6 separate regions of the Mus musculus genome follow, and all the other regions are linked to region 3. The links are chromatin contacts, called in public HiChIP or PLAC-seq and promoter capture Hi-C maps. All regions are on one chromosome and are shown on one strand. The core of a region is the stretch at or near the end of the contact, and the rest is flanking DNA. Distances in the headings are between cores, read along the strand shown. Region 1 holds the start of Pgd (phosphogluconate dehydrogenase). Region 2 holds the start of Pex14 (peroxisomal biogenesis factor 14). Region 3 holds the start of Exosc10 (exosome component 10). Region 4 holds the start of Nppa (natriuretic peptide type A). Region 5 holds the start of Mthfr (methylenetetrahydrofolate reductase). Region 6 holds the start of Plod1 (procollagen-lysine, 2-oxoglutarate 5-dioxygenase 1).

What was found. Promoter capture Hi-C pulls out the DNA fragments that hold promoters and counts their contacts. HiChIP or PLAC-seq counts read pairs in DNA pulled down with a chosen protein or histone mark.
Region 1: a contact with region 3 is called in an H3K4me3 HiChIP or PLAC-seq map of embryonic forebrain, with 4 times the contacts expected there. The contact joins the promoter of Pgd here to the promoter of Exosc10 in region 3. A contact is called at or near these places in 1 of 115 datasets of contacts at active chromatin or transcription factors (embryonic forebrain) and 1 of 9 other capture datasets (adipose tissue).
Region 2: an H3K4me3 HiChIP or PLAC-seq map of embryonic forebrain shows a contact between it and region 3, with 5 times the contacts expected there. The contact joins the promoter of Pex14 here to the promoter of Exosc10 in region 3. A contact is called at or near these places in 4 of 39 promoter capture datasets (embryonic stem cells, frontonasal cranial neural crest, hippocampal neurons and 1 more) and 6 of 115 datasets of contacts at active chromatin or transcription factors (astrocytes, embryonic basal ganglia, embryonic forebrain and 3 more).
Region 4: an H3K27ac HiChIP or PLAC-seq map of embryonic stem cells shows a contact between it and region 3, with 4 times the contacts expected there. The contact joins the promoter of Nppa here to the promoter of Exosc10 in region 3. A contact is called at or near these places in 2 of 484 Hi-C or Micro-C datasets (both in embryonic stem cells), 1 of 115 datasets of contacts at active chromatin or transcription factors (embryonic stem cells) and 2 of 9 other capture datasets (embryonic stem cells and liver).
Region 5: a contact with region 3 is called in an H3K4me3 HiChIP or PLAC-seq map of embryonic stem cells, with 3 times the contacts expected there. The contact joins the promoter of Mthfr here to the promoter of Exosc10 in region 3. A contact is called at or near these places in 1 of 39 promoter capture datasets (embryonic stem cells), 2 of 484 Hi-C or Micro-C datasets (double positive thymocytes and embryonic stem cells), 4 of 115 datasets of contacts at active chromatin or transcription factors (bone marrow-derived macrophages, embryonic stem cells and epiblast stem cells) and 1 of 9 other capture datasets (embryonic stem cells).
Region 6: a promoter capture Hi-C map of liver shows a contact between it and region 3, with 2.0 times the contacts expected there. The contact joins the promoter of Plod1 here to the promoter of Exosc10 in region 3.

Annotation. Positions count from the first base shown.
Region 1 is chr4:149,165,341-149,168,833 of GRCm38.p6, reverse strand. Pgd (phosphogluconate dehydrogenase) reads left to right here and starts at 2,129. Exons shown (of 13, transcript NM_001081274.2): 1 at 2,129-2,247; 2 at 2,752-2,827. The coding sequence starts at 2,240.
Region 2 is chr4:149,097,700-149,101,443 of GRCm38.p6, reverse strand. It overlaps Pex14 (peroxisomal biogenesis factor 14), which reads left to right and starts at 1,601. Exons shown (of 9, transcript NM_019781.3): 1 at 1,601-1,672. The coding sequence starts at 1,637. Gm46722 (a long non-coding RNA gene) reads right to left here and starts at 3,457. Exons shown (of 3, transcript XR_003955172.1): 1 at 2,305-3,457; 2 at 1,864-1,999; 3 at 1,666-1,767.
Region 3 is chr4:148,556,685-148,560,388 of GRCm38.p6, reverse strand. Exosc10 (exosome component 10) reads right to left here and starts at 1,970. Exons shown (of 25, transcript NM_016699.3): 1 at 1,811-1,970; 2 at 705-841. The coding sequence starts at 1,921. It overlaps Mtor (mechanistic target of rapamycin kinase), which reads right to left. Exons shown (of 58, transcript NM_020009.2): 58 at 2,704-3,544. The coding sequence ends at 3,529.
Region 4 is chr4:147,998,890-148,002,684 of GRCm38.p6, reverse strand. It overlaps Nppa (natriuretic peptide type A), which reads right to left and starts at 1,963. Exons shown (of 3, transcript NM_008725.3): 1 at 1,731-1,963; 2 at 1,301-1,627; 3 at 611-910. The coding sequence starts at 1,850. The coding sequence ends at 899.
Region 5 is chr4:148,037,625-148,041,284 of GRCm38.p6, reverse strand. Mthfr (methylenetetrahydrofolate reductase) reads right to left here and starts at 2,208. Exons shown (of 12, transcript NM_010840.3): 1 at 2,153-2,208. It overlaps Clcn6 (chloride channel, voltage-sensitive 6), which reads left to right and starts at 2,472. Exons shown (of 23, transcript NM_011929.3): 1 at 2,472-2,604; 2 at 3,312-3,371. The coding sequence starts at 2,518. RefSeq lists promoters at 74-347, 74-1,867, 2,120-2,309, 2,120-2,758.
Region 6 is chr4:147,934,925-147,938,502 of GRCm38.p6, reverse strand. Plod1 (procollagen-lysine, 2-oxoglutarate 5-dioxygenase 1) reads left to right here and starts at 1,727. Exons shown (of 19, transcript NM_011122.3): 1 at 1,727-1,901. The coding sequence starts at 1,826.

The DNA.
Region 1 (3,493 bases), core at 880-3,379, 610 kb before region 3:
CCAAAAAAAAAAAAAAAAAAAAAAAGAAAGAAAGAAAGAAAGAAAGAAAGAAAGAAAGAAAAGAAAGGTTAGGCCCAGGCAAGGAAGGTAAGTGTCTCCTTGTCTCCTTTAATCCCAGGAGACAGAGGCAAGCAAATCTCTGAGTTCAAGGCCAGTCTGGGGCAGAGCAAGTCCCAAATCCAGGCATGGTGGTAAACATAGCTTCTGCTGGAGACCTGCATAAGGACAATGGGAAAAGGGATGGTTCACTCTTCTTTGCCTGCTTGCTTTTACTTGCCAGCACAGGATTCAAGCTTATACAGAAGACCAGCTAAAATACCCAGCCTCGTGGGACTGAGCAACTACCAGATTCTTGGACTTCCCATCCATAGTTGCCCATTGTTGGGTTAGTTGGACTATAGACTGTAAGTCACTCCAATAATTTCCCTTAATATATAGAGACATTCCATAAGCTCTGTGACTCTAGAGAACCCTGACTAATATAGAAGTTCAAGATTCAACACCACAGCAAATTTAAAAACCACAGCCAAGGCTGTGGACTGAGATCTTGTCTTTTTTTTTTTTTTTTTTTTTCTGGTTTTTCTGGAAGCTCGTCCACCCCCGAGCCTTGTACCTGATAAGACAATGGGCTGACTCTTAAGACTCTTCCAGGAGCTCTTACCTAGTACTCCCTTGTTCCCACCCTTGTTTTGGAAATAATGGTCTAACCAGCTCAGAGTTGGGATAAATGTGTGTTGGTTATAGGGGGCTGGAGGAGTAGGGACATTAGGCATTTATCAGAAACAGATACAGACACAGAGAGAAACAGAAAGTCACTTAGGGCCAGGCAAGGGATATAGCTCAGTGGCAAAGCACTTGTCTAGAATGCTCAAAACCTACGATTTGATTCGTAGTACTGGAGTGAGGGAAAAAAATTCAAGAAGCTGGTGCAAGCCAGTCTTTTCATTTACCATCAAGCGTTATGTCTATGTGCTGTGTGCAAAACTTACAAAAGATAAAAGGAATTCATTGAAGGACATGATAGCCACTCCTAGAGAGAGAGTAGGCAATGGAAAGAACCTGAACCTAGCCAGGCGTGGTAGTACATGCCTTTAATCCCAGCACTCCGGAGGCAGAGGCAGGCGGATTTCTGAGTTCGAGGCTAGCCTGGTCTACTGAGTGAGTTCCAGGACAGGCAGGGCTACACAGAGAAAAAATCCCGCCCCCCGAAAAAAAAAAAAAAAAAAAAAAAAAAAAAGAAAAGAAAAAAGAAAGCAGCGCACCAACACCTGAGTCTGAATGGAAAAGTAAATTGAAACTAAAAGTGTCTGACCAGCGGGCGAAACAGCACCCCAGACCTCCAGCGCCGGAAACTGTAGTGGGGCTGAGGAAATGGTAGAGAAGAGTGCTTGTGTTCCGCTACAAGCACAAGGAAGAACTCACTTCCAGTCTTGCCTCCCCGAGTATCGGCCACGCACGAGGTACACGGACATACATGCAGGCAAACCAATACACAAAAAATAAATAATTATGAAACCACCCCCCCAAAACCCCTCAAGCCTCTCCTCCGCTTCGTTTTCTCTTTCTGTGCGAGTGGGCGCACGCGCCACTGCTGCACGTGGAGGTCAGATGCCAACTTTGCGGAGTGGGTTCCACTTCCACCCGCTTGGCTCTTTACTTGCTGACCGTCTCGTCTTAGTTTGCACCGCTGTTTCTTGACCTGCAAAAATGGTACACACTGAGGTTCCCACAGATAGGACAGACTTGACTCCTGCCTCAGAGTTGAGGGACAGTGAAGGGAAGCAGCAGCCATGGATCAAAAACGCCAGTGGGCTTGGTAAGGGCTGCACCAAGCCCTTAATGTCTTCTCTTTCACGCCGAGCTGCAGACCCGAGCTTCCGCACGAGCGGGAGGCATCGTGCAAGGTCCCGCTAGAACACTTAGAAGAAGCCCTTTAAACGCTCCTAGAACACTTAGAAGAAGCCCTTTAAACGCTCCTCTCCAGCTCGAGGTGCCATCGACTGCTCGGCGCTCTACAGATCTGGGCCCCGGGGGTGGGCGGGTCCGTTTGCCCTCAGGTGGTATAACAGGCGCCGCAGAGACCCAATAGCGTGGGGCATCGGCCCACCCCTGTCTTCTGATTGGCCAGCGTCTCTGTAAGCCTCTCGAGGCGCCGGGAGCCGGACTTCACTGTACTTGCCTCGGAGCGCTCGGTCCTTCGCGTTTCTTCCTCCTCGACTCTGCTTCGTCTGCCTCCGCCATGGCCCAGTGAGTGACCGACACGCGCAGTCGGGCCCGGGAGACTTCCGGGGCTGAGCGTGGTGATGGCGGGGCTCTGCTCAGTTGTCTCCCTGTTCTCCTCAGCCCCGGTGGTCGCCTGGGTCTCCTCGCGCAGCCCTGACCCCTGCACCTCAGGGTCCCCGCCATGGCCAGCGCAAGCTCCGCCACCCCTTCGTGGGAGCTTGCGGCTGCGACGGGCTCGCGGGGAAGGAAGGCCGCGCTGGGTCGGGGACGGCCCACGCCCCTTGTGCTGGCCAGGCCATAAGGAACGACGGGCAGGGCCAGGGGCAGGGCATGGGTGGCTTCGTGTGCCCGGACGCCCTTTAGAAGGAACTTCCATGGAACTGTGGGGTGCAGGGTGCGGTCGATCCTAGGTGCATGGTGTGAGCCGAGAAGGGTGCAGGCTGCCAGTCCTAATAAAAGCCACTAAGTAACACTAATATCCTTTCTTTGTGTTTGCTTTATTGTTTTTTTTTTTTTTTGTCATTTCAGAGCTGACATTGCACTGATCGGACTGGCTGTCATGGGCCAGAACTTAATTTTGAACATGAATGATCATGGATTTGTGGTAAGTAGTGAGGACACGTTGCCTTCCCGCTGAGAGCTGTGATTTGTTTTTCAGAGATCCCAAGGCATCACTCAGTAAGCACTGTTTGGTGTCTTTGTAGAAGAATTTCTGCTTTAGTCGTGCTCCCTCTGTAGTTAAGGGAAGAGCCTCCTTGGATAGAAATAAATATAAAAGCAGTGGTTCTCAACATTATGATTTATAACACTAGCAAATTACAGTTATTGCGTAGTTATGAAAATAGTTTTATGATTGGGGGTCATCACAACACGAGGGGCTATATTAAAGGGTCGCAGCGTTAGGAAGGTTGAAAACCATAGATGTAAAGGGACCCAGATCTTGGAAGCTGTAGCTAGGAAAACTTGGGGTACATGGAGATTGTTTTTCTTTGTAGACAGCAGCTTGTCTCACAGTGTTGTCACACTGGAGTCTCAGGGCCCTCTCATCTCAGCTTTCTGAGTCCAGGGTCAGAGGATCCTCCTGCCTGTGGGCTCTGAATGTTCTTTCTAAATAGTAGCATGGCTTAGACACCAGGATTACCAGGGACAAAGGACCCAGGTAGTAGTGACAGGCTCAACCTGATAAGCAACAAGTGGCAACCGCCTTTCCCTGGGCTCTCTGCTGTGACTGGACTTTGCAGAGATTGCCTAGCACTTAAAAAGAAAAGGC
Region 2 (3,744 bases), core at 352-2,851, 540 kb before region 3:
CAGGGCATACTGGTACACTTATAATCCCAGAACTCTGGAGGCAGAAGCAGGGGATCTTGAATTTGAGCCAGCTTGGACTACACAGTGAGACTCTGTCTCAAAAACCTAAAGCAACACATCTAACAATTCAGCTACCATAATGATGGTTCACAGACTGCTCCTCTCTCCTCAAATGTCCCCAGTTCTCAAAGTCTGGGTGTTCCAGTCTTCTGCCTGTATAAATTTTTTTTTTTAATTTAAAAAACAAACCAACCAACCAACGGGAACCTTACATAGTCTAGATTGGCCTTGAACTCAGCATATAGCCCATGTGCTGTGGTCACAGTTGTGCACCACTGTACCACGTAGTCATTGTGCTGGAGCCCAGGTTTTATGCATGTGTTACCAACTAAGCTATATCCCCATCTTGAGATGTCAGTTCTAATACAGAGGAGAGGCAGCCTGAGAAAGCACTATTGTGCACATGGATTTCTTATTTATTTATTTGTGGTTGCTGGGATTTGAACTCAGGACCTCTGGAAGAGCAGTCAGTGCTCTTAACCACTGAACCATCTCTCCAGCCCCAACACATGGGTTTCTTAAGACAGAGCTGCAGAACGCATGGTGGCGATCGCCTTTAATCCCAGCACTTGGGAGGCAGAGGCAGGCAAATTTTCGAGGCTAGCCTGGTCTACAGAGTGAGTTCCAGGACAGCCAAGGCTACGACAGAGTTTTGAAAAACCAAAAAAAAAAAAAAAAAAAAAAAAAGAAAAAGAGAGAGAGAGAGCGAGCTGCAGAGTGTTGTTGGAGTTTATGAACGCTTCTGAGAAACAGTAGGTACTTAACGAATACTAGTGTACCGAATGGCTACACTATTTTTTTTTTTTGGCTTTTTTTTTTTTTTTTTTTTTTTTTTCCGAGACAGGGTTTCTCTGTTGTAGCCTTGTCTGTCCTGGAACTCTCTCTATAGACCAGGCTGGCCTCGAACTCAGAAATCCGCCTGCTTCTGCCTCCCAAGTGCTGGGATTAAAGGCGTGCATCACCAGTGCCCGGTCGAATGGCTAAATTTTAACTTACATTTTCATGTGTTTATTAAATAAGTAGTCCCTAAATGTGCCCACGATGTTATGAGAATAGGGAGAGATTTACTTCAAGAATAAAAATGTGTGGCGCACGCCTGTTATCTCAGCACCTCGAGGTGGAGGCAGGAGGATCAGAAGTTCATCTAGGGCTACATAGAAAGTTTGAGGCTACTTTGAATTACGTGAGGCCTTGTCTAGAAAACAAAAACAAACAAGTCTAAACATACAAACATGTAAATTTATTTTAAAAAGAGGGTGAACCTGGTGGGTGATGTGGGGAGAGTAGGGGGAGAAAATTAGGAGTAGATGTGCCTAAACCACAGCGTTTATACATCAACAATGTAAAACAACAACAACAAGAGATATTCTATTTTTTTAAAAAGAATTTGAACTATGGATTTTCCTGTAAACTGCAAGATAACCGGGACACCAGTCTCACTCAATCCTTTTTGCCGGGAACCCGCCCCCATCGACATGCTCGGGACCTTCTACTTTGGTCTAGTCGGGAGAACTAGTGCAAGCGCTCTTGGGAGAAACTTGGGCCAGCGGCGGTCGACTAGTCAGGCCTGAGGAAGATGGCGTCGTCGGAGCAGGCAGAGCAGCCGAACCAGGTGAGGGGAGTGGGACTGCCCCGTCGCGACTGTCAGGGGTCGCGGCTGGGGCGCCGCTGGGCGCGCGGCAGGCAGTGGGGCGGCGACCCTGACGCCTTGAAGCGGAGGACCCCCGATTTAGTGTTTTCTCTGGGCCCCGCCCCTCTCCGGTCCTCCCGGCCCGGCTCCTCCCCCGGTGACCCCGCTCTCACCACAGTCCCGGGTCGGGGTCTCGACCGGGTCTCAGGCCCTGGCTTCCCGCTCGGCGACCCCTCGGAGCCCTCTGGGCTTGGTCAGGAAGGGTGGCGGGCTCCGGTTAGGTCCTCAGCACACAGCTGCAGGGCCCTGCTGGAGGAGAGAGAGGTGGGGAAGGCTCGTTGGTACCCGGCTGTCCCCTGTCGGGAGGGGCCTGGCGACTCCCGCTCCCACGGCCTCAGCCCCCAAAGTGCCAGCATCTGGGGCTTCATTCACCATGGGGCTTTCTTTCCTTTTCAAGTTGGGGCGCCGCTCTGAGGACTCCTTCCCTCCCAGTGCGTTAGTAGAAAGGGGACGTACTTTAAATAACAGACGCCACTGAGCTTTAGCTGAGGATCCAACCCTCGCTTGGCTGGGTTTGGTTGTCTTAGCCAAGGACTCCCCTCCGAGTTCTTCACCTGCAGATTTAACCAAATCCCGCTTCGCTTGTGGGACAGTGAGGGCCACTGTTGATGCTTGGGCTGCCTGGAAGTCGTGCTGATATGGCCTCGGAAGGGGTTTCTAAGCCAAAGGCGGAGTGGGATGTGGAGAGGGTTTTACCACCAGTGTGCTGGCAGGCAGAGGGCAAGTTATGTTTACTTTTGATTTTTTGTTTATTTTTGTGTACATGTGCGCAGCATGGTGCTGGTGGGAGGCAGAGGACAACTTTGCCGGAAACGGTTCCCCCCTCCGTCCGCCATGTGGATCTCAGATGGAACTCAGGTCCTCAGGCTTAGCAGCAACGCCTTTTGCCTGCTCAGCCTTCTCTTTGGCCCCAGGGCAGTGCTGCTTATCTTAAGTCTCTCTTCTCTTAGTAAAGTGCAGAAGTGGGTAGCAAGGTTTTGTAGCGAGCCCTAAATCACGTGCACCGCCGGGCCTTGATTTCAGCTCCCGAAGAAGTGTCTCTGCTCTCTGGCTATCTTATGTTTCAATGTGATTAGGATAGACCTAGGAGGAGCAATATTTTTAGCCTGGGAAGCTCATCATTCATTTGTCAACATCTTGAAGCACCTTAAAGAGTTTTAAACCACTTACAGATATTTCCCTTCCTTCCTAGGCAGAGGACTACTACTTAGAGTCTTACTGCCTTTCTACTTGTGATAAGTCGATTAGGGGGAATCACACTTAAAGGCGCTGGACACTCAGATCAGCCTCTGTTAGTGGTGTGAGTGATTCAGGAGGAATGTGTGTGCTGTAAGGCATGGGAAACAATTAGGACCAACTCTGGACTCTGCAGTGTCTGAAAGAGGGACCTTCCTTTCTTGTGGTATCCCACCTCGCATGCTAAACTGCAGCGAGCCTCAGGGTCTGAATTTTTTTCAAACCTCTGTAGGGATTGAACTGTGTCCACAGTTTCTGGAGGTCCAAGGTCTTTCAGGGTTTGGCCACCTTTGTGTGGGTTGAGCCTGTTTCTCCTTTGCCCTCCTTTCCAGAGCTGACAGATGACATTGCGTCAGAATGTGCTGGAAGCCTGAGGAAAAAGTTGTCCTGTCCTGTCACTATCTAACAATACACTGCAAATACACACTTAAAAAATATGTTATGAATGGGGCTGGAGAGATGGCTCAGTGGCTAAGAGTATTGGCACTGGCTGCTCTCCCAGAGGTCCTGAGTTCAGTTCCCGTGAGCCACATGGTGGCTCACAGCCATCTGTAATGGGATCCGATGAACTCTTCTGGTGTGTGTCTGAAAACAGTGACACTGTACTCATATAAATAAAAATAAATAAATCTATCTACCTACCTATATATGTGTATGTATAATATCTCCCTGTGTAGCCCTGCCTCAGCCTCCTGGATGCTGAGATTACAGACATGCAACTCAGGTCCACTGAGTTCTAGGTTTTTTTTTTGTTTTGT
Region 3 (3,704 bases), core at 721-3,220:
ATTTTTAACGATCATAGATCATGCTGGCTGTGATGGCGCACATATCTATTTTAGCACTCAAGAGGTAGGGAAAGGTTGATCTCTAAGATTTTCAAGGCCAGCTTGGTCTACATAGCAAGTTCCAGGCTAGCCCGGGCTCCATGTATGCTCTCTTAACAACCAGAGGCCATGCGATTATCCTATGTTCACTGGCCTTTAGCAGTGCTTTTTTTTTTTGTTTGTTTTGTTTTTTTGTGGTTGGTTGGTACCGGAATTCAGACCCAGAAACCCAACCATTCTCATTACTTCCCAACCGCTGAGGTATGTGACCCTCAGGAAAATCTTTTCTTTCTTCCTTTCTTCCTCTTTCTTTCTTTCTTTCTTTCTTTCTTTCTTTCTTTCTTTCTTTCTTTCTTTCTTTCTCTCTCTCTCTCTCTCTCTCTCTCTCTCTCTCTCTCTCTCTCTCTCTCTCTCTCTCTCTCTCTCTCTTCTCTCTCTCTCTCTCTCTCTCTCTAAGATTTATTTATTTATTATAGGTGAGTACACTGTAGCTGTCTTCAGACACACCAGAAGAGGGCATTGGATCTCATTACAGATGGTTGTGAGCCACCACGTGGTTGGTTGCTGGGATTTGAACTCTGGACCTTTGGAAGAACAGTTAGTGCTCTTAACCGCTCAGCCATCTCTCCAGCCCCTCTTTCTTTCAATCAACGTAATAAACTTACCACTGCAGTAACCTGTCTCCTTGTGTCTCACAGAATGCCTGGAAGGCAGGGAAACTTCTGTAAAAATCATACTCGTCACCGAACTGTGGCAGGCCCCCGGATGCCTTGGTAACTGCCACTACCGACCCAAGTGCAAACTGAAAATCCAGAGAAAAAGACACATTTTAGACACGGATTCCTGTCCATTCAACAGAAATAAATAAAAAAAAAAAACCTCACAAGAGCTGGAGAGACTCAGTGTTAAAAGAGCGCTTAGCACTTCTCTTACAGGACCTGGGTTAGGATGGGCTCAGACATACAGAGATCCGCCTGCCTCTGCCTCCCAAGTGCTGGGATTAAAGGTGTGCACCACTCCCACCCCACTCAGATGACCATTTTATATCCAGTGCTTTCGATAAGACTGTTGTGAGGTAGTTAAGGGTAAACAATCAGAAGCAGCTGTCGTTGATAAATAATGGGTCACAGACCCACCAATACCCTGCCTGCTTACATTATGATTCATAACGGTAGCAAAATTACTGTTACAAATTAGCGACGAAAATAATATATTTTTTTAAACTAACAAGAGGATCGCAATTTACTTTGAAGTTAATGTCTACATAGATTGCTTGCAGCAAGGCCATCAATGAAAATGATCTTACGGTTGGGGGACCCCGGCAGATGGGAGGTGTGAAGGCCTAATGACAGCATCATGAATTTTGTGAACAAAGACTTTAAATAAATTAAAAAAAAAAAAACTCTATGCTCCTTCTCAAGAGGTCCTTTGACACTTGGAGAGGCTTGATGTCACCCGTGACGGGGGACAGTCAACCCACGAGATTGGGGTAACGGACGTCAGGGCAGCAGCGGGGTGAGCAATGGGAGGGAGCGTCTCCCAGCTGTCGGGCCCCTCGGGAGAGGTAGTGACAAGGACGCCCCTCCGAGGCCGCGGACACGGCTCGACACGCGAAGCCACACGCGCTCACACCGGAAGCGCGGAGCCCTCCTCTCCCGCTCTCCGTGCGCGCCGTCAGGCCGCCGTGACGGGCGCCGGAAGCCCGTAGCCTCAGACCCGTTTCCGGCCAGAACAGGGGGCTCCTGGGGAGCCCCAGGGCCCGCGAACTCACCTTTACGAAGCTGTCTGCATCGGGGAAGCCAGGCAGTACCATCTCCGCGTCAGGCTTGGTCGCACTGGTCGCCGGCGCGGACTGATGCTCCCGGGGACTGGGAGGCGCCATTTTTCCGTCCTAGGGCGGCTCTTCTCGCGAGATTGTTCCGGCTGCCCGAGGCGGGCGTAACACGCATGCGCGCGGTTAAATCCTCCCCCCACCCCTCACCAAGTAGCGTAGCTTTGTGGGTCTTGCCTTAACGATGGGGAAATTTAGGCTTTTCTTTGATTTCACGCTGTATCCTAACAAACCTGTGGCCTCGCCTGAGAACTGGAGGGAGGGTACAATCAAAATCACATTTAAAGCTAGCTCTTCACCTCCGATCCGCCTGCCTCATCCACTCAAGTGCTGGGATTAAAGACGTGCAAAACCACGTTAGGATTGGGTTTTTCCAATTTGTTTAAAACATTGGGCGAGGGAGGGAAGGGAGGTTTTGAAGCAGTTAAGAACACTCGCTGTTTTTTTTTAAAGAGGACCACAGCACGCAGGCTTGAAGTTCATGACCACTTGTAACTCCAGTTCCAAGGGAGCAGATGACTTCAACTGGCTGACATGGGCACCCATACACATACATACATGTGCCATACTGATAAAGTGACACGCCTATGTGTGTGTGTGTGTATGTATGTATGTATGTATGTATGTATGTATGTATGTATGTATTCTCGTTTATTATGACAGGGTTTTCTGTGTAGTCCTGAAACTCAAGAGACCCATGGTTGCCTGTCTAGTGCTGGAATGTAATGGTGTTAGCTCCTGTGCCTGTTAGTCAGTGGCTCACCACTGAGTTTAATCCAAAGCCCAATAACAGAATTTACAAAATGATGAACAGAAAGCCAGTCATACACATATATGCTTTTAAAATTCTGATGTCATTTATTGGCACAAAATTTACTCAGATACAACGTGGTGTCTAGATGTGGCTTTACTTTATACTTTGTGTATTTAGTTGGATATTTACTTTGCTTATAACTCACAACCTGCTCTAGTGTGTCCCTCTGTGATCAGCATTTATGTTCTGAGTCCCTGCTGCAAATACAGCATATCCCTCCCTCACTGAACACAGTAGAGCCAGTGTGGCCCCGCATGGAGATCCTTGGCACACCTGCTCATGCCCGGTGGCCAGGCTTCTGAACAAATGTCCTCCTGGAAGGGCAGGTCTTGTGAGTTTCAGCATCGTGGGGTCAGGCGGAAGACAGACTCTCTTAGCCATGTTGGCCCATCCTGCAAATGTCGCCACTGCATCCAGGGACGGGTGAGGTAACAGGATAGTGGAGTGCCGACCTCTGTGTCCTTGCCGTTGGAGCCCCTGGTTGAGAGGACCAACTGGATTATTCTGTCAGCAATGTTTATGATGAGTTTTCTTGTAAGTTAAGTCAAAACCCGTATTTCTCAGTTACCCATCTTCTGTTCTCCCAAAATCCAAGGCTTGGCTTCTGAAGGATTACTGTGTTTCACTGTCCTGGGAACTGAATCAAGCCTTGTGTTTCTGACAGTGTCTTTTCAACAGCAGCTAGGAGGTTGGCGGAAGCCAACTTTGAATATACAGTAGTTCTTTTCATATACATTTCAAAATATTTAACAAGTCCAACTGTCTGTCCATGGTTTTAGTCCACTGGAAGCACAGACAAGGTACTAAAGCCTGGGAGGAGACGACGTGGTTTTCCAGGCCTCAGTTACCAGAAGGGACACCTAGGAAGGTGACAGAAAGGGGACGGTCAGTCAGAGCCCCGTGGGACTCAGTCAGTATCACTAGTCAAGGGCTAACGGGCCTGAGCTCCCAGAGATCTCTCTGCCCAGACTCGATTACAGGATTACCAATCTTCTTCTTCCCTTTTTCTCTCTAGTCATT
Region 4 (3,795 bases), core at 714-3,213, 560 kb after region 3:
CAAGTTGAAGCTCCACAGTCCTGTGTTAGGGAGATTGTGGCTATTTTCAAATGCCTCTGGCTCCCTGAGTTTGATCTCCAGCACCGAGTGATACACGTGGATAGGTGGTGACGCAGCAGTGGGGTAGCCCACAAATCGTTTGAACTGGCCACCCATCAGCCTGTAAACCTTCCTCCTCTCAGCTGCTTAACCCACCCTCCATTCACACTTGCCCATACTCAGAGAGTGAAATTCACATGGTCACAGCAGCTGGCACTCTGTAACAGATCTGGGCAGTTTCTGGTTCTCTAAATGCCCCTTAAAGCCACCCAGGCTCTAACCAGAAAGGAATGCTTGAAACTTCTGAGCAGAGATGTCATTACCTGTCCTCAGGAAAAGGTGTGTTCGTGTTCCCTTTTCATGAATTAAAAATAAATGCCCTTTTCAGCCTGGGTGGACTTTCCCGGGTTCTGTGATGGAGGCAGAGCATTTTGAGGACTATGACGTGAGGCTCCCCCCCCACACACACACACACAGCAAGAAGAGGGAGGGAAGGAGGGAGAAATGAGGGATCAAGGCTGGGGAGAGCAAAGAACTGAGGGCAGAAGCCAAAGAAGCACATCAGGGCCTCGGCGTCTGTCCTTGGTGCTGAAGTTTATTCTTTTTTTTTTTTTCCAACTGCTTTCTGAAAAGGGTGAGGATCTACCTTAATATGCAGAGTGGGAGAGGCAAGACCCCACTAGACCACTCATCTACATTTAACATCGATCGTGATAGATGAAGGCAGGAAGCCGCAGCTCCAGGAGGGTGTTCACCACGCCACAGTGGCAATGTGACCAAGCTGCGTGACACACCACAAGGGCTTAGGATCTTTTGCGATCTGCTCAAGCAGAATCGACTGCCTTTTCCTCCTTGGCTGTTATCTTCGGTACTACAAAGAGAAAAATATACTGGCTTGATGATCTGCCTTTACTGGGCTAAATTGTTCCACTTGAACAGCGATCAACTATTTCCCACAAGCCACAGTCTAGCCTCTGTGATTAAACCGGCAAGCAAGGCACTGGTAAGCATTAATGAGGCAGTCTTGGCCCTGTATTCTAACTCCCCAGTGCTTGTGGCTCAGACCCTGCAGCAGCTGTTGTCATTGTCTTGAAACTCAAGGGACACCCATCGTAGTGAGGAAGAACTCACAGAGAAAATGATACATGCATCAGGCTCTCAGCTGCCAAAGATGCTCCCTGGTAGTGTCCCTTGGCAAGGTTTGAGCCCTAACAAGACCCCACCTGACCTCTATCCCATTTCCATCCACAGCTCCTCTTACCCGGAAGCTGTTGCAGCCTAGTCCACTCTGGGCTCCAATCCTGTCAATCCTACCCCCGAAGCAGCTGGATCTTCGTAGGCTCCGAGGGCCAGCGAGCAGAGCCCTCAGTTTGCTTTTCAAGAGGGCAGATCTATCGGAGGGGTCCCAGGGGCTGCGCCCTAGAGCACTGCCGTCTCTCAGAGGTGGGTTGACCTCCCCAGTCCAGGGAGGCACCTCGGGGAGGGAGCTAAGTGCGGCCCCTGCTTCCTCAGTCTGCTCACTCAGGGCCTGCGGGGGCATGACCTCATCTTCTACCGGCATCTTCTCCTCCAGGTGGTCTAGCAGGTTCTTTATAAAGGCAAAATAAATACAGAGAAAGGGGACGTCTCAGGAATGGACCCAGTACCAAAGAGACCCTGGTCCCAGTCTGTGTCCCACTTCCTGGCCCTACCTTGAAATCCATCAGATCTGTGTTGGACACCGCACTGTACACAGGATTTGCTCCAATATGGCCTGGAAGCCAAAAGGCCAAGACGAGGAAGAAGCCCAGGGTGATGGAGAAGGAGCCCATGCTGGCGTGGGTCGGGGCACGATCTGATGTTTGCTGTCTCTGCCCACTCTGGTTTCTTTCTCTCTCTCTCTCAGCTTTTGTCCGTCACTGTCTCCTAGCTGCCAGCATCTCCCGTTTTTATAGCCCCCCAGCTCTTTGAGAAGGCAGGGGGGCTAGAACCCTCCCCATTCTGTCACTTGCAGCGATAAAGCGATGGAGTGAGGAGCCAGCAGAAGATGCCCTTTTAAAGTTATCAGTTCGGCAAAGCTTGTCACGGCCCCTTTGCCTTGAGCAGCTCCACTCACCCCCCTCCCCCAGACCCTCAGCTGCAAGAGTCACATTCTTGCTGATTTGCCTCAAGAGGCCCCCACTTCAAAGGTGTGAGAGGAGCAGAAAAGAGTCCTTGGTTATCTTCCTGGGCGCTCGCCTCAGGATTCTTTCTCCCTGGCAACAGGACCCATGCAGGGAAGCAGAGGGTGACGGCTGGCCTGCACCCAGCTCCCCCTGCTTGCTGCTCAGCTGTCAGGGGCTCCAAATAAGGGCGGGAGAGGAGGCAATGACAGGCAGCTGGGAGGCCAGCTAGGCTGGCCAGGGAGTACACATGCTGGAGCTAGCTTCACACCTGATTCATCGGCCTCGTGGGTGGACCTCTGGCCCCAGACAGCCCACCCCCACCCTAGATGTCCCTGTTAGCAGTCAGGTGAAAGAGCTATTATTTTTTTTTTAGAGTATGAAGTCAGCCAGGAAGCCAACATGATACAGGCTCTAAAGAATTCAGCTACACGTGTAAACACCAAGGGATGTTAGAAGAGCATATTTCCTCTAAAGTTTATTTTTACTGCCTCCCAAGACTCGTGTCCAAGGTGCCAACAGGATGGGTTTGGAGGATGAAACCACTTTTCTTCTTTCCAAAGCCCAGACTCTGAGCATGAAATATGTGGTGGTCCCACCCTTCCCAGGGAAATAGAAGGAGGAGGTAAGGGATTGAGGGGGGGACACATACACCATTCTCCATAATGTCCTTCATGACCTTTGAGACCAAGGAAGTGAGCCATGAATTCTTCTGGCAGCCTCAGGAGCATGAGCAGGCAGTCCACCTTTAACAAGTGGTCTCCACACCCCAGTGTAGCCATTTTCGACATATGTATGCTTTGTGTGTGTGATAAGTGTGTGCATTTTCTGCTGCTCTCTGCTTTCTGACCGTCTTAATGGGCTATTGGAAGACTTCCACGCCCATTGACCCTGTGGCTGCCTGGTGGAGTTGTCATGTGGCTGGAAGTCACAAGAGGTGTCTGCGGTGATGTTTTCTCTAAGATAGAAAAAGAGAGCCCTTTGAGAAAGCTGGGGGTTGTAGGCAACCAATTTGGGTTGGCCAATCTCTCCTTGAAGTCTGAAATCTGTGCAAGTTCACACTGTCGCCTCCGGATGAGTCCCTGGGATGCGCTCACTGCTTAATTGTGTGCCTGGGGATTATTATTAGCAGAGAGGACTAGGCGAGCAGCCCTACTGGGGGAACTCGGGCTCCTTGCTGTGTGTGTCACATGACCTACCTCCTGGAGATGGTCTTTGAGTTGGGCAAAGACTTGAAGAACGGCTGAGGCGGGTGGCCTCAGACAAGTGCTGTTGCTTTTCTGTTCTGAGCCACATCTGAAGTCTCTATGTGGCCCTAGGAGAGCTATGATCCTGACCAGTGCCCCAGGAGTGCAATTTCAAGGTTTGCCCATCTTTTTTTGGCTAGAGTCAACTTTCCAGGGTGGAACTGGAGGGGACGTGAATGTCATCCACTGAGACTCTGTGACCTCAGGGTTTCCTTGAGGGGCAGGGGCAAAAGATGCTCTGCTGTGATGCTCTGCATGCTCTCCGTACCTCAGTGCCGCCATGTCCAACACAGTGTATAATACTGTGTCTGACAAGTGGTGGAGCCCATCACCCACTCAGCCCAGTCCTCTAGAAGCCTTTGATTTGA
Region 5 (3,660 bases), core at 959-3,458, 520 kb after region 3:
CCTCTGAGGCCCACATCCCCAGGGATGGATAACAGTGCCCAGCTGGGAGGACCTTGGCTTTTTGATGGTTCATCCCGATCTGCTCAGACCCAGAGTGAGTGGGGAAGGAACCTTTCCTGGAGGGTGTGCCCAACTGGGCGGAGCTGTGACAAAGAGCCCCGAGCTGAAGCTGGGGCCACGCAAAGGGGCGGGAGTAAGGTTTCCCGGCTGGAGAAGGCTCAGGCGCAAGTCAAAGGAGGAAGATGAGTGGGGGAGGGGAGGAGTGGGCAGGCAGGGGTTAGAGATTAGCTATTAGCCATTCAGGATCACTAGATTTCCCCCACCAAAGAAAGAACAGCTCACTGTGGCTGGCTTCGCCTGGAACGTGTTATATAGGCTTTCTGCAGCATGGCCAAGCAGCCAGATCTCCTGAGATCACACTACTTCAAAAAGACTGTTGTGTTGTGAGCTAGAACTTGCCACGGGCTGGGCTGCAGAGGCAGGTGGACTGAAGTCACCGAGGGTAGGGATGGATTTATGTCCAACTCTGAACAAAGGTTGTTCCATCTGTGCCTGCCCTGGTAGCAGCTCTCCCTAAACACGCCAATTAAGTCAAAAGGATCAGTGACCACAGTCTACCACATACGCCCTTCCAACAGGGCACAGGGCCATACTGCAGTCTAGTCTGGAAAAGAAGCAAACACTACCACTGCACAGCAGTGGGCCAGCACAGTAGTGGCTATCTGTGTGGTGACGTGGAGCAACAGAGAAACCAGGTCAGGTTTGTTTCTTTCCAGAAACTTCCACCTCTTAAGTCAGTGTACCATTTTGGGTCTCAGCTTCAAGAATCGGAAGAAATCCATTGCTCTTTCCCCTCCTGGACTCCAGACTTAGTGCCAGTGTTACTCCCAATCTATCTGTCCCACTTCTGTTCTGACCTAAAACTGCCAGGTTCTCATGGAGAGTGAGAAAGGCCTTCAAAGGCCTTCCTCCTCCACCCAAGGGAAATGCCTCGTTTTCACTGCTGGAACAAAACCGGAGGAGCTGACTCAGGCACAGCAAACCGCTCCAAGGTTTAAGCATTTTTGTTTTTTTTTCTGGTTTTTCGAGACAGGGTTTTTCTGTAGAGCCCTGGATGTCTTGGAACTCACTTTGTAGACCAGGCTGGCCTCAAACTCAGAAATCCGCCTGCCTCTGCCTCCTGAGTGTTGGGATTAAAGGCGTGCGCCATCACACCCGGCTCGGTTTAAGCATTTCTAACAGTTCCCACCCCCTATCCATTATTAGTTGAGCTCCCAAATCACACAAGGATGAGCCTGTGAACCGACAAATTTGTTTACCCTTCTACTGTCCAGTCCCCTGCCTGTGACTGGACCAGAAAGACCAGTCTCAGGCGTGGCATCGCCAGTGCCTGGCAGAGTAGTAAAACAGGCAGTACTCACTGGGCTCAAAACTGCCAAGACCTCCACACCAATCTCAAAATGCCTCGCTGCCACCTACTGATCATTTAAATAAGACTGACAAACACTGAGCCCACCACTCCCGGAAGAGTTGTGATAGATGCATGTGAACTGCAGGATGCTATGGACACCTGGGCGTTGAAACTAATGGTCGGTCCACTCTTCCTTTCCAGATGCTGTCAGGGAGATGGGTTTAAGAGACTATGGCAACCAGGCATGACAACGCACATATTTAATCTCAGCTCGCAGGAGGCAATGGATCTCGGAGTTCGAGGCCTGATCTACAGAGAGTTTCAGAACAGCTAGGGCTACACAGAGAATCTGTCGCGAAAACCAAACCAAACCAAACAAAATCCCAGAGAGCGAGCGAGAGAGCTAGACAGACAGACACTATGGCAGGCAGCCACCATGGCCTGAGGGATGGTAATCGGGTCACCTGGTCAATGGGTCACAGGCCGTGGCGGGGATGCGGGTCCCAGAAGGCTGCAGGGTCTGGATCACTGCCCCAGATCCAGGATTCCTTTAACTTTGAGATACCTTCCTGCAGGTAGTGGGGCTGGGGTGACAGCCTCCATGAGTATTCATAGGCCCTAAGGAGCCTTCACGTGCAAAGGGCCGGCCAGCACCTAACCGCCTGCCCACAGGTCTAGCTTGCGGTGGTGTGTTCCCGACTCTGCGAATCTATCCGCAGCGTCCCAAGCCTTTTGCGTTACCTCTTGCGTCAGATCGGTGGCGGCGAGGGTGCCACCTCCCTAGGGCTGGCGAAGAAGGCGGGGCGGAGCTGTCGGTTGCTAAGGGAAACAGGACGAGCGGCAGGCGGAAGCCACATCTACGAGACGAGACGACGGCCGGAAGTCCCGCCCCAACATGGCCGCGCCCAGAGGTCTCAGGGGAAGCCAGCCAAGTACTGCGTCATGTGACGCGAGCCCTCGCCCCACCCGTCTGCAGCCACTCCCTGTCTCCGGACCCAGAGCTCGAGAGGGCCACGTGACCCTCCCGGGGCCAGTCACGTGAGGCGCGGATCCTGGGTGGGAGGGGGGTTGGCCTAGGTGGTCCGGAGCGGCAGCAAAGGAGGAAGATGGCGGGGTGCAGGGGGTCCGTGTGCTGCTGCTGCCGGTGGTGTTGCTGCTGCGGTGAACGGGAGAGCCGCACCCCCGAGGAGCTGGTGAGCGGCTGCCTGGCTGGGGAAGGGGTGGCTACGGAGGGATGACAGGATGACAAGAGGCGTTGCCGGGGGTGGGGCCGCGCCGGACCGCGCCTGCAGGTGGCAGCGGGTGGGGCCCGGAGACCGCTGCCTGGGCTCGGGAAGCATCCAGCTTACCTCCGCGTGCCCCAGCCAGAGTTCTGTTCTATAACCTCTCTCTGGACTCCGAGGGAGGGCCTCGGCCAGCTTGAATTAATGCCGTCCATATTCTCTTTGAGTTTTGAACGAAGCAAGCATTGTAGAATGAGCCCTTGCGCGGGACGTGACGCCCATGCCGTTGGTGTAGTTTCTCTGGCCTGTTCTTATTCTCTACCCTTCACTCTTTCTGGGTCACTGGTGATCCAGCTTCCCCGTGCAAAGCAAGCTGGGAAAACTTGAGTTGTGTTCTCAGAATTGATTCATTCCCCCCGATTCCGTAGTCAGTCTATTGTCAAATGAAACACGAATTTTCTCCTCCAACGAAGCTGCCATCAGACATCTTTCAGGTGTCCTGAAGGTGAGCATTACGATTTAAAGAATTCGCCGATCAATAGAAATGTAGAGCTCATGGTTTTGAAACATTGTTCCTCTTTGAAGATGGCTCTAGCTAATTTCGATTTTAATAATACTACCCTCCTTGTACCCTTAACCCATTAAAAGATCTCCATTCTGTGAATCTGTTTTTCTAGACCATCCTTGGGGAGACACAGGAAGAAGAGGATGAGATTCTTCCAAGGAAAGACTATGAGGTGAGGTGTTCCAGATGCTGTCCTGGGTAACTGGTGTAGTGAGAGGACTGAGTGCTTCAGGCCTCCAACCAGAGATGCTCTTTGACCCTCTGCCTCAGGGAATGGGGGAGATGACTGCCTAGCAAGTCCTTAACCTGGTCCCACAGTCTGGTGGTGATGCATTCCAGTTCTGCCTGGATATAGAGCGTGTTTGCCATTAAACCTTCCAGGGACCCAGGGTCGAAGCTCTTCCCTGTGAGTGCTCAAAACAGTCTCTCTCGTGAGCTGTGAGGAGACCTTGCCTCTCTCT
Region 6 (3,578 bases), core at 478-2,977, 620 kb after region 3:
AAAGGCAGTTGTGAGCTTGGAGGAAGAGCTTTGAAAATCGAGCCAGCCAACAAGGCTGGCTGGTTCTTCCCCCATTTACACTTGTACTTCCTCCTCCAAGGGTTTGGAGATCTCAGTCCTCAACCTTCTGGGTCTAAAACACCCGGCGGATGCTGGTGGATGCTTGGCGCCAAGTCCTGTCTCCAGCTGCAGCAGCTCCTGGCTCTAAGTCCCTGCTAGGAAGCAAATGTTCTAGATTCTGCTGAGGTCGCTTCCTCTGGTTGGTCTTGTGACTTTGAGCTTGCTGCTGGATAGCCCTGGGCCTCTCTTCTACCATCTGTGAGAGTGTGAGTTGACCTCTGCACAATGAGGTGGACGCCCATTTTTCCAGCCTGTTCTTATTTCCCAGAAAGGACACGTGGTTCTTCAATTGTACAAGTATTGTACATCTTTCTCAAGAAAAAGAGAAACAAGAAAAGAAGAACGATTCCCAATAATATGACCTAGAAACGCTGCATAAGTTATGAACATGTTTATTCCACAACTTGGAAATAATCATTGCAAACATTGGTCTGTAAGTTTCCTGTGTTGGGGGTGGGTGTGTGTTGTTGAGGTCTCACACAGTCCACACTAGCCTCAAGCTATATGGTCACTAGCTCTACGGCTGAGCATGTCTTGAACTCCTGATCCTGCTATGCCTCCTGAGTGCTGGGATTCCAGCTCGCTTTGACACCTTCTTCCTCCCTTCTCTGACTGAGTCTGGCTGTGCAGCTCAGGCTGGCTTTGGACAATGGAGCTCTTCTACCTCCTGAGTGCTAGGATTTGGGCAGACCCCACCCTACCCCACCCAACCTTGTTTTGACCTATCTGCTAGGCAGAGGATCTATCTTTAACAATGAGTCATACTGAAGAGAAAACCTTTCCCACTTAGCATCCTGTAGATGCCTGTTTCCTTTGTGAAAGACCAAATCTCCCTAACTCCCTGATTTCGTCAAGCCCCTCCTCCCCCGCCCTCCCGAACCCTGCCCTAGGATCTAATCTGTGGGACTGAGATTCCAGGGTCCCTGTTTGAGCTCTCTTCTACGGCTTGACAGATTTTGTCTAAATGTAGATGTGCTTGGCTCACATCTGGACCAGGAACCCTTGCTCCAGAAACTTTTGACCTTCTTTTACTTTGTCTGTGAATGGCACTGAAAATTTTCACTCCATCCACTTAGCCCTCATTCATCCATCCACTCACTCACCCATCCATCCATCTGGCCCCCCATCATCCATCTATCCAGCCAGCCAGCCACTTACCCATCCATCCACCTATACCGCCATCCAACCATCCACTCACTCACCCACTTACACACCCACTTATCCATCCATCTAATACCCCCCCCCCACCATCACCACACACACACACATCCATCCCATAATTAACCGCTGCAATTTCCTTGACTACTTTCTGATTTCCTTCCAGGGAGCGGAAAGTTGAATTAAGTGATTCTCTTTTGGGAGCTGGGGCTAGACTTTATATATATATTCCCACCATCGCGGTGCAGATGATATTAAGTCTCCTCTTCTAGACATCAAGGCCTCGCCCTCCTCGCCCACTTGGAGAGAAGCGGGGGAGGGAGAGCATGGACGGTCCGGCATCGGGACCCAGGGGGCACAACGACCTGCCCCAAGTCTGGAGGACCTAGAAGCCTAAGCAGGAAAACCCTTCCCCGAGGCGGGCGGAGGCGTGCGCGGCACCGCCCCCGGGGCGGGCTCAGTGCGTGGCAGCGCCCGCCGGCCCCGTCGCGAAGTTTCCAGTTCAGCTTCTGTCTCAGTGCCGGCGGGTTGTTCCCGAGACTCCGCTATGCGGTCCCTGCTGCTCCTGGCCCCGTTGGCCTGGCTTCTTCTGGTCCAGGCGAAGGATGACGCCAAGCTAGAGGGTGAGGACGCGGCGGCGGAGCTGTGCCTGGCCGTCTGTCTCGCCGAGGACCGGGGTGTCCAGGCGACCTGGGCTGGAAGGGGGGGAGCCGGGGAGCTGGGTTGCGGTCATCTGTCCACTTGCCCGCGGGTGACTCCGGTAGATCACTTCCTCTCATGGGGTCGGGATTCCTAGGTTTGTGCTGCGGGCAGAGGAGGGGACAGCCGAAGTACACTCTCCCCTTGCGCGCCCCCTACCCTCATTTGGCGCTCAGAGGAGTCCATGATCACAATTCCCATAATAAGTAGCAAGACTCCCGTTTATCGTACACGATCTGCTGCAGCCTGGCCTCACTAGTTAAGCACCAGTTAAATACGTTTGCTGGAAGTGTTTTCTTATGTTAACCCCGTTTTCCAGCTTTACAAACTGAGGCTCCAAATCAGCCGCATTCTCCAGGGCATCCTGTTTTCTTCCACCCATGTTGCTGGAGACATGGGAGTTGGCCTGAACATGGTGGGTGGTAGGAATGTGGAGGGCTCCGGTGGGTGAGCCCTGTTGGTAAGAGCACTTGCCTAGCTCGCATGCAGCCCAGGGTTTGGTCCCCAGCGCTGCATAAACTAAACATAGTTGTGCATGCTTATAACCCCAGTACTCAGGGAGGTTGAAGCAGGGTTATCAGAAGTCCAAGGTCATCCTCAACTACACGAAGGGTTAAAGTCAGTCTAGACTACATGAGACCCTGACCAAAAAGGAAAGAAAGGAAGAAAAAAAAAAAAAAAAAAAAAAGGAAAGGAAAAGAACCTGGCTTTGAAACCCATGTGCTGGGAGCCACAGGTTTTTGCATGCCTGCTCCGTCTTCCATCTGTGCTCAGTTATACATAGGGTCACACGCCTTTCGCGTTGGTGATGCACAGTTTTTGAGAAGCTTGGTATTTTAGACTCCAACACAGAGTGGCAAGACCTCATTTCTAGAGATCACAAGAGATTCCTCAAATAAGACCAGCCCCTGAGTCCCCTTAAAGTCAAGGCTCTGGGCATTTTCTCTCCAAGCTCAGAGCAGCTAGGTTTGTTGTTGTTGTTGTTTTGGGGTTTTTTTGTTTGTTTGTTTGTTTTGGTAGGGTCTAATCTAGCATCAAAGGAAGATAGATAAGAGACTCTGATAAGTCCCGACTACAGAGTTGGTAATGTGTGCAAAGGCCCACCTAGTGGCAGGAACCTGGAGCCCAGTGGCAGCCATTTTTTCTCCATTTCACTTTCTCCTGCTTCTGCTGATGCGTGCTCGGATACTCCAGACCATCCCAGTTCCAAGAGCCTCAGTTGCCCTCTAGGAAGCCCAGAACTCAGCTCCCGCTCTGTGCCAAGAATGGAGGCGTCACCGGCAGACACTGTGTTCCACACTTCAGACACTCATTTGGGTCTTCACATTAATCTCTGAAAGGGGGCTCCTTCATCCATGGTTCCTATGGTGGAGTTCAGGAAGGCTAAATTCCTTGCTGAGCCAACTGTTCGTAACACTCTGCTCTTCCACCATGCCTCTTTCATCTCTGCTGACTGGGGTCATAGTTTGTCCATCTGGGGACATCATTACTGGACTTTGGGCAGCAGGAGGGGAAGGCTGAGCTTTCAGGTGGCCAGGCCCATGTGGCCCTGGTGGCTGTTGAGGTTGGGTGGGGGTGGGGCGAGGGGGTAGGGTGGGGGT